2 separate regions of the Zea mays genome follow, and region 2 is linked to region 1. The links are chromatin contacts, called in public Hi-C maps. All regions are on one chromosome and are shown on one strand. The core of a region is the stretch at or near the end of the contact, and the rest is flanking DNA. Distances in the headings are between cores, read along the strand shown. Region 1 holds the start of LOC100285224 (heterogeneous nuclear ribonucleoprotein 27C). Region 2 holds the start of LOC103650763.

Region 1 (6,746 bases), core at 2,985-5,484:
ACAGATCAAAGACTTACTTCCATAGGCTGATCCAGGATGATCATACAGTGTTGGTGCACCCAAAGTTGCATACCTGGTAGCAGCTGAAATGTAAGCGTTATATGCACCATAGCCACCCTGAGATGGTCTACTCGGGGGGTATCTTACATCTTCCTCCTGATGCAAACATATTTTCAGGCAATTATAAATACTTAAGCAACTAAAATAGTAAGTGATCCAGTATTCTAGAGTAACACAATACCCTAAAAATCACAGATACATCACTAAATAAACTAGTTCAACCTACAAGCTAGTATATGGATCTGACCACAATTCAGTTCTATTCCAGAAGAGCAAAGTACCTTCGGAGTCGCGCGATCAACAACTACTGTTGTGCCATCAAGCTCATGTGACTCTTGCATGATGCTGTCCACAGACTCTATTTAATTGCAGTTAAAATTATAATTAGAATAATGTAAAAGGAAAATGATGCAGGAATTTAAAAATGGCTCAGGAGAATGAACATATAGACAACTTTTATTAAAAACAATCAGCAGAACAATAAATAACTTGTGCAAGAATTGTCACGACTAGAATCATATCCCAAATCCTAATACATAAAATGCAAGCAAAATGAGAAATAACACAGAGAAAGAAATGTGTAACAGTTCTCCACAAGTGCAATCAATAACAACATAAAAATAGATCATATAAAGAACAATCCACGACAAGAACATGATCTTGTAAATCACTAGACAGCGCTAACTCTGTACTGGTTGGCAAAAATAAGACAACTAGTACATCATAACTGCTAATATCATTCCAATCCTGTTAAAGCTGTTCTGCTGTTGTGACCCGCCCCCTCAACTCAACCGAAAAAATCTCTTCACATCTAAATGAGCTGGAAAACATCCGTAAGCGTACCTGCACTCTGAAACGTGATAAACCCAATTCCACGATGCCCCTTTGAACCATGTTCCTGTGAGTGTGGAGCGCAAATTTTAGTAAAATCATTGTCATATCCACCTCTAATTTACCCCAAACATGTAATGCCACATAACCATTAATGCTACATGACATTGCTTTCATAGTAATGAAGCAAAGTACTCATGCAAAACAGAGTTTTTGCACTAGGATCTTAATGCTGGTAATAAGTACAAGGTCTGTCCTATTCAAACACTGATATTAAGATGGTACAAATTCTACCCTACCCTAATCTTCCCTGGCATTCTCCATAGTCCAAGATTGGTACACAGATGGAGGCCAACAAGGCTTATAGAAATCAAGAGAACCCCAAAAATCGCTGTACACAAGTTAGAAACATCATCCAGTGACTTTCTATTAAACATACATTTTTGCTTAAGATAGCATGTTAAATCCTTTAGCCACTAGCCCACTAATGTAAACCATGTATGGTTCATTTAAAGGCACTTTGGTTATTAAAATCCAGATTAAGATGTGGTGTCTCACAACTCTCTTAGGCAATAAATGATGGCATTATAGAATATCCCCTTAGTTAATGCTTTTGTAAATTATATAGGAAGAGTTTTATGGGTGGCCAGAGGGCCAGCCCATCAAACCTCTCTACTAATCCTTATCTCTGGACGTGGGGGGCATCTACTTTGAATCAAGCAATGTAGAATTAATCCCAGGTACCCCAATAGTCTAGGATCCTCCTAGCTGACTCCGCCTGACTAGCTTCATTGTGGTGTTCACCCTTATAATCCAGGATCATAACATCAAAGAGATCAAATAGCATAGCAGCATTATGAACATTATGAAACAGTACTATCACTAATTGAAGGAAACCAGATGCAGTGTTCCATGCAAACCATGTTTTAATTTTTCTAACCTTTGGCATGTAAAGATCAAGAATTTCTCCAAAAGCTTCAAAATGCCTGTTAGTAAAGCAATCCAGTTTAAACAAGCCCAGTAGGGATATAGATAATGAAGAAAAGGCAGTAAACCTCTAGCTGACCTACGAAACATCGACTCGTCCACTGACTGTGGAATTCGAGCAACAAATATCCTTGTAGCTTTCTTTGTTCCTTGTGATTTCATTTCTTCCTGTGTTAAGAGAAAATTACACCATAATCAATACCAACTGCATCTGGACACTTATCGGTGAGGCAGACCAGATGAAAATACAGAAAGAAAAGGTAAGTTTTTGTATGTTATTTACCTTTGGAGTAGCTATCTTCACTTCTAATGTACGGCTCCCAAGAACATGCTCGCAATCAAGAACATTCTGAAAGAATAATAATGCAGTGAATCAGAAAACTAATCTGAATTAGGCACTATAAGGCAGCTGCATATGGATTTAAGTTAAAGATTGAACTATACACAGAATTTATTATGCAATATCATGCATGGAGAAAATGAAAAGTTATCTTCATTATTTTACAACCTTTGCATCGTCGGCTGATGCGAATGTTACATAGCCAAACCCACGAGATCGCCCAGAAGACCGCTCCTGTTATTTTGGTATGCAAGAAACATGGAGGTAAATAAGCATGCACAGAAAATAAATACACAAAAATGTTGATAGTTGCATGCCAATGTTCAAAAAACGAACTAGTAATCAACTGATATTGAACAGCAAATAATTAAAAATAAAATTGTAAACCTCGAGTCCGTCAAATATATATAAGAAAAAAACTAACAGGACTCACACAGGCATATTGCCACAAATAATTTTCTTTTCTTAAGCAAACTATTCTTGGAGAAAATAAATAACCAATAGTTTCCCGAATTATTGAAATAAAAAGGATCAAGTACTTCATGAATTAAAAACGACACAAAATTAAGGGTAAGCAAACACAAAACAGTAGCATCTGATATTCAATATAAAATGTGAAATTATGGCAAACCTTCATGACGACACAATCATCTAGGGGTCCAAACTTGGCCATGTACTCTCGTAACCCTTCAGTGTCAACATCCCAGGGGATACCGAGAACCTAGGTGCATTAATTGTGCATCCTCATTATCCCTCAAGTGTGGCATTCATGTATAGAATCTTACAAAGGAAAGAAGAGTTGGTAAGTTACCACAAGCTTTGTAGCCATTGCAGCACTGGCTACAGATCAATGTTCAAAAAATTCTGTGTCTATATTCCCCTGTATCAAGGATAACTCTCAGCAATCTACTGGAGGTCCCTGAGATTAACACAAATATTGCCTGGGCCTATGATGAAGAGTGTGTGGCTTAAATTTCTTGAACACCTTGCGTCAAGTTACCAGCCTTCACTAGATCTGAAAGTTGGTATGATTTAGTAAAAGTGTCTCATGGCCACATAACCAGTCAATGGCAAGATATAAGATTCAAATAACAGCTGGATAAGCAGGATGTGTATCTGAGCTCGACAGCTGGGGACGAAACAGAAAATGAGCAATAATATAAATGCTGTTCAATGATGGTTAACTGGGTATACAATAAACGATGGCAACAAAATCATAATGCAAAGGGAGAGAACAGCGGTAATATTGATAATGTCTACGAAATATATGCTGCTCTGAAGCAGAAACATTGTATTGCCTGGCACTGGAACCTATCTCTCTATCCAGCTCCACTGAGATAATAAAGCTAGTTAATATCCAACAATAAGTCAAGTGGGTGATGGCCATACAGTGTCATGGTCCGCAGATTTTGGGCTCATGCCCAAGGCCAAATTGATCTCTCAGGACCTAAGCACATAGTTCTTACACTAAACGCAGATAGTTTTCAGAAACTATCCCCCAGGGCAAAATCCCAATTCCGGATGAGTCACCCGTGCCAACACAACCAACAACCTCTGTCATGGAAGGCTTGGCATGGAGCATGGGGGATGGAAGTGGAACTGAGACCCCAATTTTATTTTATTTTTTTAGAAAATTAGCCGCGCCAGAATCATAAACACGTTGTAGTAGCAAGGGGCGGACACAGCATAGGACACGTGTACACCCGATAAGTTTGCGAAAACTCGAAGTTAGCAGGCGCCATGTGTATACTCGCAATTGGGGCAGATCCGAATAGAGATAACTCGCATTAGGGTTTGGGGTCTTCAGTTCCGCGCAGCAGGAAGGGAAGGGGAGAGTGACAGAGGCGTACCTGGTGGACACTAATCGGCGGAAAAAACATGGAAACGGGCGGCGGCACTCGTCGCCGGCGAGGACCTCACGGAGCGAGGGAGGGGAGGCGGCGCTCGCCCAGTCGTCGCCGTGAGAACCGAAAGAGAGGCGAGACAGCAGGGAAACGAGGTCGTCAGACTCCAGGGCTGGGCAATAGCTTTGGATCCGCGCCGTTCCGCTTCAGTCGTCATCGCCGTAGATAGGCTCTTGCAGGCCCAGTCGGTCAAACGGAGGCCCATTAAAGCCAGGTCTGCTTGTTCCAGGGTGATATAGCGACATTGGAAAAAAAAAATGTTTCAGCTATTTTCTATTCTATATATATTAACCGTGGGAGCATATCTTGCTTGTGGTTGTTCCACGTCATCCTGCCTTATCTCAGCCGCAAGATTTTATTTCGACGACCACGGAAACAACTCATCACCGCGAGCCTTCTTCGTATATGGTCGGTTGTTGGACTCTATCTTCAGGAGCATTCTAGACCTTCATATAAAGAACTGTTTGGGGGAAAAGACACGGCGGCGTGCGCCTCCATCCCCACTTGCTGCTCGCTAGAGGTATTACCTACCATCTTCCACCATGCTTTCTCCATTCAGGAATTTCTGTCCGTTAGGGTTTTGTGACTATCCCATTCAGGAATTTCCATTCGTTAGGAAGGTTGATCGCTTGCACATCGACTGTCGGACGGGCGGCTCAGCACACGGCACTGTCACACCCGGCTTTAAGGAACAAAGCCAGATGCATCTCATACATGCGCCAAGAAGACAACATATATAATAACAGAGTATATAGAGATAAATGTCATAAACCATCAGAGTATTTATTACATAGCGGAAGACTTATTACAAAATAAAATAATAAAGATAAAACAAACTAAGGATCGTTGGCGCCAATGTCAACTGAGAAACGCCACCTAGATCAGATCAAACTCCTCGCCTTGTGGCTCCTCCTGAACCACCTGCTCTTCTCCTGTGGGGGTGTGAGACAGCAAGAGTGAGCTCACATACGTTCATCGCTCAACAAGTCGTGGGGAATAATGTGACATGAACTCACCAAAGGTGGGAGCTCATGGAGTGTAAGGCTTATCAAAGAGAATGGTTAAAGCTGAGCATTGCTTTTAATGTTGGTCAAACTTTTATTAGCAGTTACTAAGTGTAAGTAAATACCAAACCTTAAATAAAGTAATAGAACAAATTAATAATAAACCCATGCATATGCAAATGACAAAATTGAATTTAGGTTCCATAAATTAATCATCAGAGAGTCCTGAGCTGCTCGTGACCGTGAGCTCGGCTAGTATACCAGTTTTACACTCTGCAGAGGTTGTACCATTTACCCACAAGTCGTGTATCCCATGTCGCCAGGGTTAGCTAGGCCCTTAGACACTACCGAGGTGAATGGCTGGGGATCCACTACGAGGCCTTTACAAAGTTCCACTAGCTTCCGAAAACCCGCTACAGTTTATGGGAAGAGCACTTGCAAGAATCTCCCGTCCGACCGCCATCGCAGCTAAATCAACCCGAGAACCTCCTTGCATGCAACTCCCCTACTGCCCTTGCCCCTTTCGGGTAAGGTAGTCTTCCACTAGCTTTCCTAATTAATCAGCCAAGGGCGTCCATAAACCCTTGTGGTGGCACGTGTTTCTCAAGTTAAGCTCTATGTTCCAATTAACATTAATGATCTTGATATGAACATAAATAGAATAACAAAAGAATTGGAACATAGATATAATAAATGATTATCCCAAAACCATGTAAAGCAATAGCAAAACTATCCAAGTGATTAAGGGGTAAACAAGGTAATGAGATAAACAATCTAGGGTGACCTATTGGGTCCCATCAAAATTAACCTATGCATGGATAAATGATATTAAAGAACATTATTGGGTAAAAAGTGGTCAAGGGCACAACTTGCCTGGCACTTGAGATTCCAGGTACCAACTTGCCTTTCAGATGACACGTGTCCTCGCGCTAGTCGTAGCAATACAAACAAACATGGTATAGATAAAATTAACATCACACCAAATATAAGTACAAACTGAATGATAATGATCTACACGAAGCTACGAGACTAACGCAACTTGAACGGATCAAATCGGAGTTAGGGTTTTTAAGTTATGATTTTCTGAAGTTATTTAATGCCTAGAATAGAGTTATTCATGTGGATAATTTTAAACCAAGTTTCATGGTTAGACAAAGATACCAGGTGATAAACAATATTTAAACAAAATAAATGCCACTGGAATGGATCAATTTGGAGTTATATATTCTAAGTTATGAATTTCTGAAGGTTTTATGTGTTTCGTACAAGATTAAATAAGATATAAATTTTAATATGACTTTCATATCAAAACAGTGGTACTAGATGATAGGCAATATTATTATAGAATTATAGAAACTAAAATAGGTCAATTTGAACTTAATATGAATTTTCTAGGAAGTATACAAATTTTAGTAATTATTTTACATTAATAATCATTTTAGAAATGAATTTATCAGAGTTTACTGTTGGTTGGACTGCGCCCCAAATAAACAGAAACTCAGGGGTAAATACAGAAGATTCCTAAGACAATGCGAACAGTCCTTGTGGACCGCGGGTCCATTCCTAACTAACCGAGGGGCTCTTATGCAAAACGGGTGGCCGAAGGGGTATCAGGCGATC
Region 2 (6,746 bases), core at 2,262-4,761, 310 kb before region 1:
TACATCAGGTAAATGGTACAAAAATCCCTGGTAGGCTAAACAAGGGCACAAGGCACCTAATGACATGATCTATATGTACAGGAAGTAATGAAGTATCATCAGTTGCAAATTAACAATGGCAATAGGATAAATTTACCATGCTAAAAACAGCAACTAAGCCACATTGCCAAATAAGGCCTAGATTGACACGCAACAAATTTCACATATATAAATGAGTTCAAAACTTGCAAAACCCAATTGTATCATTTCGCAAACAACACTAACTATCTAACTTAAGATAAAAGTAAAACACTAAAAAAGGGCAGACTCAGTATCGGAGGCTCCCAACATGAGTAGAGTCTGGGGAAGGGATAAACCAAGGCAAGTCTCCCCCCACAATGCGGAGAGGCCGCTTCGAACCTGCGACCTGGAGACTCGGTGAGACAGCTCTCACCACTGCACCAAGCTTGCCCTTCATACAAGTAAAAATAAACTACATGAACATTTGGAATCAGGACCAACCTCCACCATGGATGTACGTATTCTCCTATTTTGTCCTGCATTCTTTGTCCTCTCTTCTCTCTGAAGCCCAGCTTCCATATCATCTGCATTTAAATGGCTCTGAGGAACATTTTTAGGGGTAACTCCTCCAGATGATAACACACTAGATCGTTCATTAGATGAACTGTCTCCTCGAGAACGTTTTCGCACAATATTGGGACAAAGTTTATCAATCTTCGCCATAGCACCACCAAAAGCTCTAGATCTTTCCCTGCAAGAGAATTCCACAGTGGACAATTAGACAGGAGCACATAATTTATACCCCACATAAATATCACCATATACTGGAAAACTTTCCCCATACAACTTTCCCCAGAAGGTAAAAACAGCATCATTATAAAATCTTGTGTTGATAAAAGTTGTGTTTCTTTGTAAAATTGATATTACATTCAAGTATCTGCTACCCCGTTTCATCAGATAAGTTCATCGCAAAAGAACAAAGTAACTAATGAAATAATACCTGGCCTTATTTGAATTGTCGTTAAGATTACTCCTCATACGTCTGATCTCTTCGATAGCATTTGGTAAATTTCTCCCTAGAGATGGAAGTGATGTTGAATCTTCTGCAGAGGTTCCAAAAATGGAACTTATTGATTTCTTTAGATCTAACCGAGATGTTTTGTGATCCACAGTTGCCGGTCTCAAGTCCAGTGCAAGTGACTGAACTAGATTGATAGAGTTCACTGCCGCTGACCTTGATGAGTTTGATGCTGAAAACATCGCATAGCCATCACCGCCTTCACGGAAGCTTCCTGACCTTTCCAATGAAGCAGCTGCATAGGACCCACGTTGTGCATTGAAGTATCCATGCCCATCAGGGCTACCAGACACTAAATCTGATTTTGTACTAGATGCCATTGCCCCCAATTGAGGCAATTTTCATGCCACTAACATGTTGAACACAACCTCAGGTGAAAATAACCAGGTCTTGCAATCATAAAGCTAGGTAGTATAGAATCCCAAATCACTGTACCTGTCAATACAAACTTGAAAATGATTTATTTATGTCATTCCAACTATTCAATTACACAGCATACAACATGTCCAAAACTAAGAAGTAAAAGCTAGCTTTCAGACAAAAAAAACTTTCATAAAATTTGTACCAGCATTCACATTTAACATAAGGTGTCAGATGTTATAGCTTAATTTATTCCTTTTTTGTCTACTAACCTAGCAAAAAATTGTTTTCCCAATACTGCCACCTTCTAACTATGAACTACTTGATTAATGCATGCAATCTGCAAAAATAAACTGAATCCATTCTAATATGCCAATGCAGCACTATAAAACTAAATGCATCCATCAAAATTCCATAACTCTTAACAATTATGACCAACGCTGCATGAAATATAGAAGGATGCAAGTTGTGCAAGCAGCTCCGTGAGGCATTGACCAACCCTGCTGTTTTCCATACAGTGGTGATCATAATTGTAGTGTCGTGAAATATAGATATAGATGGATGCATTTAGTAACATACTGCTGCATTCGTGAAACTAGCCTCAGTAGAATTATACAACTTAATTGCTTTACATAGGCATATATAAGCAAAGCAGCCGTGACATTCGGTTTCTTTTAGCAGATTGTGTGCATTTATCAAATAGTTCATAGACAGAATGTGGTAGCATTGGAAAAATATATCCTTTTTTGCTAGGTTAGTACAGGGGGGTAGAAATAAGTTAAAAGCTACAACATATGTTACTTTATGTCTTAAATAAACAAAGTCAAAAGTCCCTCTGCATATCCACCACGAAAGTTTGCAAACTGACAGCTAATTGCTAGTTCAGAGAGAACCAAACAAATAACTAACTTTATGCTACTAACAACTGGCCTGTTCTAGTGCTCAATCCAAATGTACCTCCGGTGGATCAACAAATCATGGTGAAACTAGGAAGACAGATATATGTTATTACTACAAGTACTGATCCAAATAAGTACTTATTATCATTCATGAATAGAAGCATGAATTCAAATTAGGAATAGAAAGACACATATCAAACTCAGGTGAGGAATGGTCAACACACTGGCATTTCTAATTTAGAAAATGGCTCAATAGAAGTATATACTACATGATCATTGTGTATTCAGAGTTACCCCTAGTAACACAAGAGAGGTAGGGATCATACAGGAAAAATGTGATAGAAACTGCTCCATTTCTGTTTAGTAGCATGAATTTTAGTAAAAGGGGTTCTTAGAATTTTCAGCCTACAATTGTGCCTAGTTTTTCACTAATTCTGCTAATTGACATCCACACTCAGCTACTATTACGTAATTTAGGGCTTCCTAATGTTATATGCAGCCCTGAAACCATTCTTATGTTGCATCTTGCTGGCTGCTAGATTTTTTCTCAGAGCAACCCCAAACCGGGGGTCGGATCTAATAGAAAGACATGGGTGTCCACATGTACACAATAACTTTCGAGAGAAGTTAAAAGTTACTAGGCATCGAATGGCCAAATAGCTTGAGGTAGTTTGGGAACTCGGTTTCGCACATCAGGTAGGGAAGAGAAGGGGTGAGAATACCTGCTGGGCGCTCTTCGCTGGCGAAGATATCGGCACCTGGTGTAGGGCGACGGCCAGGGGCAGATCTAGTAGAGGGACATGGGTGTACACATGTACACCCAATAATTTTCGCAAAAGTTAGAACTTACTAGGCATCGAATAGCCAAATAGCTTGAGGTAGTTTGCGAACTCGGTTTCGCACAGCAAACAGGGAAGAGAAAGGGGTGGGAATACCTGCTCGGCGATCTTTGCCGACGAAAAGATCGGCCTCGGCACCTGGTGTAGACGGCGGCGGTTGCGGGAGCCCGACTGGAACCCGATTTGGGAGGGGGAGGCGCGATCTAGTCTGAGACGCTGTCGGCGGTGCGAGCTAGGCGGCGCCGGTGGCCACGACGTACGGACCAGGGGATACGAGGAGGAGAACGGGAACGACGAACGCAACTGGTGAAGAACCGTGAACAGTTGGCCAAATATACTTGTTGGAATTTTTACATTTAGGGCATGTACAACCTATTAATAATTATCGGGTATCTTATAATTTCTTTATAGTTTTAAATAAAAAATACAATAAAAACTTGTCTCTACACGATTCTCTATGCATATTATCTTTCAATTATATTTATGATCCAATGGCTTAACATTGTATCTTACGGTCTCTTAGGTGCTGTTTAGTTCACCAAATGTAATGTAAATGTTAATGTTAACGATTCACGCTCGAATACCGGTGGTAATAAATTTGAATAAGGCGATATCCATTTGTAGTATGATATCGATTACGGTTGGACTTAAACAAACATGATTTAACTTTATGGGTTACCCATTATATTACCAATATGTGAACCAAACGGTTAATTGTCTCTTAGGGCCTGTTTAGGAGAGTTTCACTTTAAAAAATTTTGCTTTGGTTTTTCGGCTTCACCATAAAACAACTCTAATAAATTTGTTAAAGTGGGTTCAATGAGTGTTTGGTTTGCACATAGACTCCAACTTCTGTAATACAATCGATATGTGTGAGTTTTCTTTATTACCCTTGATGATTAGTGGATGTCACGAGAGATCGAAGCGAAGCGTTGTGTTGTTTAACCAGTGATGTGGTGGGTAATTTCAACTTTATAAAGAGGTATGAAAACAGTGTTTGTGAAGCACTATCTGAGGAACTTCATGAATTCCATGAAGGTGGCCTCTAGTTTCATTTTTTCTCAGAGCTAGAGCTCGTGAAGCTAGACCTGTTTAGTGACAGAAGCTAGAATGATCCAAAGTTTTTAAAGTAAAGCCCTCCCAAACAGACCCTTATATTTTAAAAACCGATCCAAGGTCTCAAGGTTGTACATATCCTAATGCTTCTTGTGTTCTCTATTAACTATTCTGACTCCGATCAATTTTCTTGTTCTCTTTTACTCTTTTCATTCATTCTATGTACATACAACTAGTGCACTACAATAAGGTGTAATTGGAAGCATGGTTTTTTATACCACACTATTTAGAGTGCAATGTCATAACCAAGTATTCAATACCACACACTATTTTGAGTGCAATGTCATAACCAAGTATTCAATACCACAGTTTTAGAATCCATAAGATTGTTTGAAGAGATAGTACTCCCTTCGTTTTTAAATATTTGTCGCCCGCTAGTTTGTTTTTAACTAAAATGCTACAAATATAAAAAAAGAGGGGGTATTTTTTACAATAAGTCTTATACAAAACAGAAGTCTCATATTGGACCATATCATAAATTATATTTAAATCACAATGAATTAAAAAGACCAAAACATCCTAACTACATCTAGCTGTCATGGTTTGATGCTCTAGAACCTGTTGTTATTCTTGAAATAAAAAAACAACCATATTTCATAGATGTAAAAGTGTAACATTCAAATTTAAAACATGTAAGAAAACATATTTTATGTCCTCGTTGAATTCGGATTGTGGCTAAGCTTCCCTACTGTTGAATATAGTTTATGATCTTTAACTGGATAAGTTTCACAAACATTGACTAGACCAATGAAAAAGAGAAATCCAACTCTCTTTCTTTATGTCCTCCTTGTCGTATTGTGTGTGTTGTAACTAAGGACCACAACAGATTGTGATGAAGGCAACAAAAGAGATATGGATATTTTTTGTAGGAAGAGAAAAGATGAAGAAGAAATGGAGATTGTAGAGCGATGGCTAGGTAGTGGTTCTTCTCATGAGCGTACTACGTACACCTATCCACACTTCCATTCTTACGAGAAAGAAACATGTTGAAAAACTCCTACGAGGGCATAAAGCTAGGTTAGGAGAGAATTTCACATGGAGAAGGAATTTTTACAAGCTTATATAAGTACTTTATGATAGCAATGCCCTCATAAATGGTAGAGAAGTTAACTTCAATTGGAGAACAATTCGCAATGTTTCTATTCTACCTGCCAACAAATGCAAGTAATCGTTTAGTCCAAGAACGATTTTAGCATAGTGGTGAGACTGTAAGTCGGTATTCCGATTCTATTCTTAAGGTCATTGTTTCATTGTTATCAAAGTCGATACAACTTCCACTGTTCACACTCCAATCCATATTTCTAGCAATCCTAAGTTTGTATCATATTTTAAGGTAGTTTTAGTAAAGTTTTTATATGTTATCTGCTTGTGTACTATTGTTACTAACATCACACTTTTAGAACTGCATTGGAGTTATTAATGGTACTCATGTATCTATCATTATTTCTCCTAGTTTGCAAGATTCATACCGCAATATAAACTAGAAAGGCTGATTTGTAACAAAATGTAATAGTTGCATGTGACTTCAAGTGTTAATTTGTGCATGTCAGTGTTGAATGTGAAGGATCAGCTTCGAATGCTCGGGTATTGCAAGATGCACTAGTTCATGGTTTTTATGTTCCGTTTGGGAAATTTTATCTAGTGAAGCATGTTATGCTAACACTCCGAAATTTATTGATCCATACCGTAATGTATGGTATCATTTACATGAACAAGGGGGAGTAATCAAAGACCAAGTAATACAAATAAATTATTTAATATAAGACATGCACAACTCTGTAACCATGTTGAACAACACATATTAGTGTTCTAAAGATATGTTTTCTATATTGAAATGTGCATCTTACTACCCTATTGATGCACAGAGAGATATTGTACTTGCTTCTTGTGTTATCCACAACTTCATATGGAATAATAATAGTTCTATCAATGGCTAAATTAGAATGGTATTCAATTCATTCATATTGAGATAGTGGGTGTCCCAAAAGGAGATGAGGAATGCCAAGATGATGTGTTATCACTAAATGGACGTCGACGTGCAGGGAATAATAGAAGGAATCAAATTGCGCAAGCTATGTGGAACGATTATGTTGAATAATTGCTAAGAAATAGTTTCTGAGCAAGATATAGTTTGTAGTATCGTTTTTAAGCACAATATAGTTTATAGTATCGTTTTTAAGCAAGTAATGTTTTGTGGTACCAGTTTGTAAGCAAATAATGGTTTGTAGACAAACCTAATATTAGTTTGAAATCAGTCCTCTGATGAAAGCGTCTACAAGATCTAAATCATCACAGCTCATAAATATCTCTACCTTCTCTATTACCTTTCAAAAAATATTGCTTTAAGATGACAGGCTTGATGAAGGGATAAATTCTTCGACTTTGTCATATATTTTGCCATATTGTATGGATCATTGTTGGAGTCACTATTTTCTAGTTTTCTTTGCTTCGATC

The links. Hi-C and Micro-C count contacts between places; a contact is called where the count stands out from the background.
Region 2: a Hi-C map of leaf shows a contact between it and region 1, with 8 times the contacts expected there. The contact joins the promoter of LOC103650763 here to the promoter of LOC100285224 in region 1. A contact is called at or near these places in 3 of 25 Hi-C or Micro-C datasets (ear, leaf and tassel).

What each region holds. Positions count from the first base shown.
Region 1 is chr3:153,420,610-153,427,355 of Zm-B73-REFERENCE-NAM-5.0, reverse strand. It overlaps LOC100285224 (heterogeneous nuclear ribonucleoprotein 27C), which reads right to left and starts at 4,234. Exons shown (of 14, transcript NM_001291626.1): 1 at 4,069-4,234; 2 at 3,030-3,233; 3 at 2,850-2,939; 4 at 2,387-2,452; 5 at 2,162-2,227; 6 at 1,958-2,046; 7 at 1,832-1,877; 8 at 904-958; 9 at 342-418; 10 at 18-156. The coding sequence starts at 3,047.
Region 2 is chr3:153,730,001-153,736,746 of Zm-B73-REFERENCE-NAM-5.0, reverse strand. It overlaps LOC103650763, which reads right to left and starts at 3,511. Exons shown (of 17, transcript XM_008676336.4): 1 at 3,273-3,511; 2 at 3,060-3,124; 3 at 1,001-1,513; 4 at 502-751. The coding sequence starts at 1,398.